2 separate regions of the Bos taurus genome follow, and region 2 is linked to region 1. The links are chromatin contacts, called in public Hi-C maps. All regions are on one chromosome and are shown on one strand. The core of a region is the stretch at or near the end of the contact, and the rest is flanking DNA. Distances in the headings are between cores, read along the strand shown. Region 1 holds the start of TAS2R40 (taste 2 receptor member 40). Region 2 holds the start of EPHA1 (EPH receptor A1).

Region 1 (2,700 bases), core at 105-2,604:
AGGGTGACCATATAATTTTTCATCCAGACCAAGCTATCCTTGGAAATGAAAGGATGAAAACTGCCAACAGGCGCAAACAGAGCTCATCCCAGGCAAACAGAAATATCTGGTCACCCTCTCCTTAAGGTTCAGTGGGGGAGGAAGCAGAGAAGATCTAAGGACAGCATGCAAATGACCATAGATTAAGGAGCTTTCATAAATCCATCTTAGAGTGGTTTAGCTACTTCTACTTAGAATCTCAAGTGAAAAAATTCAGCTTCACATTCATGAATGAATCCAGTTACCTGAGAAGTGTCAGAGCAGATTAGGGAAGAAAAGATGGGTGGGGAAAGAGGTCAAGGAGAGGAGAAGTCAGAGCTTGATTGGAGCAGATCCTGTGGTCCCCTGTGGGTTTGCCCTTACAGGTAGAGATGAACTTGGTGCTGAAACTGCTTCCATGCCCTTTTCAGCCCAGGGTTGCCCAAGATCAGTAGCACTGAGTGGCCAGCAGGGTAGGCAGCCATGATGATTTTGCATAAAATATTCCAGGAGCTGTTGGCGGCAAAGATGTTGGATATGGAAAAAAAACAGAGCAACTGCATTGAGAATGTAGAAAATGAGAAAATAGCTGATGGCTCTGATGGCCCCCAGGTGAGCCTCCATGCTGGGGTCCCTGGAGCCAGTGGCATTGCTTTTCATGTGGAAGGTGTGTCTTTTGAGAGAGATGATCAGCAGGGTGGCCACCAGCATAGACATGATCAGAGGGATGAAGATCCCCAGGTAAAGGGTGGTAACCAAGTTGCCCATGTTGGTCTCGGAGAAGTACACCTTCTCAGTGGAGTTGGAGGAGGGGATGGGGACGGAATTGTTCACATACACGTTGAATATACCTTTAGAGAAGGGAAAGCTGGAGCAAAAGGAGAAGAACAAGGACAGCCTCACAAGCCCAGGCATCAGCCACATGACCTTCCTTTTCATCACGGAGAACCACGGGTGAGTAAAGCTTGCGATTCTAAGACAATAGAAGATATTGAGCCAGGCAGCAAGCCAGAGGTTGGAGTAGTTCAGAAACATGATGATGGTTTTGAAAAGTATGTATACTCTTTTTTCATTGTAGATGACCCAGAACAGCAGACTGTACGTGTTTTCCAGCATCATCCAAATCTGTAGCAAGAGCCTGGAAAAGCTCAGCATGAGCAGAATGCAGTCCAATGGGGAGTCTTTTGCCTCTGACCCACTCGGCTCCATGGATGACGGTGATGAGGCCATTCCCAGCAATGCCAATGAGGCACTCTATTGCAGAGACCACCAAGGTGAAGACGATCTTAAACCTGGTCGTGTCTTTATCCATTGCATCTGTGTTCACCGTCACCATTCTCTTTGGCTCTGATGTTCAGATTTCTGCCTGAAGAACTGGTACCTTCTCTGCAACTGTCTGATCCTGACTCAGTGTAATTATGTTTTTTTCTTTCCAGTTAATGGTTATTGCCAATTTTTCTTCATTTGCTTGTCACGTGACCACAAGTTAGAGGCTTGAGATGCAAATGATGAGAGGATCTGGTTGCCGACTGTCTCCATTTTTCATCAAGACCCATTTGTCTTGGGCTTTCAGGAGCTCACTGGGAAAAAAAAAAATTTAGACAGGCTCCTATCCCAGCACCCTCCTACCTTACTACCTTTGTTGTTTCTTAGTCAATCAGTTGTGCCCGACTCTTTGTGACCTCATGGCCTGTCGCCTGCCAAGCTCCTCTGTACGTGAGATTTCCCAGGCAAGAATACTGGAGTGGGTTGCCATTTTCATCTCCAACCTACCTATCTCATTTAAGTCCATATTTTACTGACTTCACAGGGCAAGAGTCCCAGTTTAGGAATCACAGTCTCTTTTCCTTATCTCACAAGACTTGTTACCTGCTGAATTATCCATGAAAATGCGAACAGATTCTTTTGATCTGCCTTCTCCTGCTTCCTTTGTTAACTCCTTTACTTGGGGAGAGACTTTTTTCCTGTGGTTAGGTTATGAGTCAGAATTTCCCATCGGCTCATATCTGATAATTTTTACTTACAATCAAGTTTCTTTCAGAAAAGCTAGCTATTATAGTGTCCTCAAACAGTACTCAGAAAAGCCAAAATTGGATGTCATTTGGGTTAGAGACAAAAACTCCTATGTGACAGTTTTCATTGTTTGTGTGTTTATCACCAGTTCTAATTTACCAAGATCCATGTCACTATTTGTGTCTAGAATCAGGTAGAGTTAGCCCAGGAAGCCTTCAGAGTGTTGTGAAAATAGTGTTAAAGTTGGAAAATGTGACAAAACATTATTACTTGAAATTTAATTCCCTACTTTGTTGTCCTGGCTGTGTAACAGAATGAACTCTGGAACATATGTATGTGTATAAAATATGAAATATTTATAAATATATATGGGCTTCCCTGGGGACTCAGACAGTAAGGAATCTGCCTGCAATGTGGGAGACCCAGGTTTGATCCTGGGTTGGGAAGATCCCCTGGAGAAGACAGTGTCTACCCACCCCAGTATTCTTGCCTGAAGAATCCCATGGACAGAGGGGCCTGGTGGGCTATAGTCCATGGGATTTCAAAGAGTTGGATGTGACTCAGCAACTAATACCTTGACTTTCATAAATACATAAATCAATAAAATATACTATAAAGTATAATATAATAAAAGAAATAGAGGAAAACAACAGAATGGGAAAGACTAGG
Region 2 (2,867 bases), core at 300-2,799, 170 kb before region 1:
CATGTGAATTTTCTAACCAATGTACTTGGATTCCATTTATTTATTTATGCCAATGAGGCTAGCCTGGGCCAGGAAATTATGAGCCATTTTCCTCCTGTCCTTATCTGTATGTAAAAAAAGAAATATGAGAAGGATTAGTTTTTTGAAACAAAATAAGCACCTAAAATGCACCACCTCCCTTCCCCCCATGGTGACCAAAACATGCAACAATTCAAATGATAGAAAAACTATGAATGAGTCAGCCAGATGAGATGGAGCCAGAGAGGGCTGCAGGAAGGAGAGGCCCCAGGCATGGACTGACCACCGGTCCTCAGTAGGTGATCACTCCCTTTGGAGCCACTGTCACCCCTAATGTGTGCCTCCTGTCTGTCACTTTAGCCATCTCTGCTCTTGCTTTATGCCCCAGCCCCTGCAAACACTCCTCAGACAATAGTTTGTTTAGAGCAAGGATTCTTTTTTGAAGCTTTCAGAGCTTGCTCGCAAGCAGAGTGGAAACTGAAGAAACATGTATTGAATATACTGGGAGGCACTCTCCAACAGGGGCTTCCCAGGTGGCTCAGTGGTAAAGAATTCGCCTGCCAATGCAGGAGATGAGGGTTTGATCCCTGGGTAGGGAAGATCCCCTGGAGAAGGAAATGACAACCCGCTCAAGTATTCTTGCCTGAGAAATCCCAGGGACAGAGGAGCCTGGCAAACTACAGTCCGTGGGGTCGCAAAGAGTGGGACACGACTGAGCAACTAAAACAACAAAGTCTCCGACAGGGGAGAGGGCCGTGGGTCTACACCAGTAGCTCCTGTTACCACTGGCGTTCAGAAGCCCTCACCAGTTTCTCCCATCGCTCTGTAAAGTGCACGGCAACGTGCAAACTCCACGCGTTTACCAAGACCTTCCCTGCCTGGGCCCACACCTGCCTTTCCCGCCTGGTTCCCAGGACGAGAGTCCTGAACCCAGCAGTCAGACTGGTCCCTTACCACTCCCAGAGGCACCTTGAGGCTCCCTGCCCTCGGGCCATCGCTCATGCCTTGCCCAATCTCTGCCACCCAGAAAACCCAGCTCACCCAAGTCTCCTCCCTCAAGACTCACCTACCGAGCCCCCGCCCGGACTTGCTTCCAACCAACCTCGCCTTGCAAGATGGTCACCTAAGCCTCCCCGACGGGAACATCAAGACGCGTCTCTTTACCCTGCTTTCCCCCTGCCGGTGTCTATTACAGCGCTGGGCCCTGAAGAAAGAGAGAAGGGAGGGGACACCAGGCTGTAGTTAGGCCAAAGGCCGGTTGGAGACAGGGATGGGTTTAGGGTCCAAAGGAGCACGGAGCCAAGTCGATTCCCAATCCCACCCACTAGGCGGCGCCCGCAGTCTCGTTCCGGTCAAGGCGCCTCCGGTTTTTTTGAAGTTTATGGCCTGTTTTACAAGTTTCCTTCCTGCCCTCCTGTCCCTTTAAGAAGGTGATCCAGGTGAGGCCGGGACTCCGCCCCGGGCGCTGGCCCCGCCCCCTCCCCGCCCCGGCCCGGCCGGCCCGGCTAGCCCAGTTCTCGCGACCTGGCCCCGCCATCCGGTCCGCGGTCCCAGGTCCCGGCCCAGCGCCATGGAGCGGCGCTGGCCCCTGGGGCTCGGGCTGCTGCTGCTGCTGCTGCTCTGCGCCCCGCTGCCCCCGGGGGCGCGCGCCGAGGAAGGTACAGACCCCCGCCCCGCCCCGCCCCGCCCCACCCCCTCCTCCCCTGGGAGCCGGCATTCCAGAGAGGCCCTCTCCTCGCAGCCCCTCTCCAGCGCTCTCGTTTTGCCCGGCTGCCAGGCGATCGACTGGCCAGGCCAGTCTTTGGCCTTTAACCCCAAACAGCTGCTTTCCCGGGTCACTCACCCCTTTCCCTGCTGGCCAGCAGTTTGCTCCTGGGTGGGGTTGGGGTGGAGAGTGAGTTTCTGCTGGAAGCAGCCTCCCATCCCAGCAATCTTGGGGACTCTCCATTCCCAAGCAGTCCCAGCCTCAGGCTCCCAACCCAGAGATCTGAACCTTTGGAAGTCGGAGGTGGAAGTGCCCTTATGCCATCTTAAGCCCGGGGACAGAGGGACCTGCAGCTGGGGGTGGGTTAGGTGCAGGGGCTCCTGGCTGCAGAGGTCAAGCCTTTCCTGTGGACACTTGCATGCTCTGTGATCCTGCTATCCCCGCTTCCCAGACTCTTGGCTGTGCCTGTACCCCCACTCCACCACCTCAATGACGGGCAGGCCAGGCCCTTTGCCAGGGGAAGGCAGCCTCCCCACCCAGGATGCCCCTCCAGAGTCCCCTGTCCACATCCTACCCACTCAACGACCCCCAGCAGCCAAGCTCCTCTCTTGTCCACCGGCCCCTCCATTTCTACACCTGATGGTCCCTACCGAGTGAGAGGCTGCTCAGTGTCTCTGGGACTGCTCTTCCTGCCGTTGACTTTGGCCAAAGGTTCAGCCCTCCAACCCTTGCCCCACTCTGCCTTTCTCCCTTCACACTCGGGAGGAAGACAGTCTAAGCCCTGGAGCTCTTCTTCAATCCTCCTTCCGGGGAGGTTTTCATCCCCTAAACCTCAGGAACTCACAGCTGTGAGGGTACAGGATGCTGAAGCCTCAGGGCTACGGGCCCAGGAGGAGGAATGTGAGTTGCACGTGTGGGGCCTCCCCCAGAGATGACAGCCCCCTTTCTCTCCACCTTCAGTCACTCTAATGGATACTAGCATGGCACAGGAAGAGCTGGGCTGGCTCCTGGATCCCCCAGAGGATGGGGTGAGTGTCAGGGGGCATCTGGGGTGGCTCAAGGCTGAATGGTGAGGTGGGTGGAGGAGCAGAGAAAAGAGCTGGAAAAACTGGAAGTGTCTCCTCCGGGAGGGTGAGGGGAGGGG

Evidence for each region. A called contact is a pair of places that touch in the nucleus more often than the background predicts.
Region 2: a contact with region 1 is called in a Hi-C map of an unstated tissue, with 4 times the contacts expected there. The contact joins the promoter of EPHA1 here to the promoter of TAS2R40 in region 1. A contact is called at or near these places in 4 of 11 Hi-C or Micro-C datasets (blood, liver, skin fibroblasts and 1 more).

The regions. Positions count from the first base shown.
Region 1 is chr4:106,630,274-106,632,973 of ARS-UCD2.0, reverse strand. TAS2R40 (taste 2 receptor member 40) reads right to left here and starts at 1,354. Exons shown (of 3, transcript XM_010804639.4): 1 at 1,191-1,354; 2 at 568-1,189; 3 at 292-566. The coding sequence starts at 1,354. The coding sequence ends at 399.
Region 2 is chr4:106,802,996-106,805,862 of ARS-UCD2.0, reverse strand. It overlaps EPHA1 (EPH receptor A1), which reads left to right and starts at 1,549. Exons shown (of 18, transcript NM_001144095.1): 1 at 1,549-1,676; 2 at 2,684-2,751. The coding sequence starts at 1,589.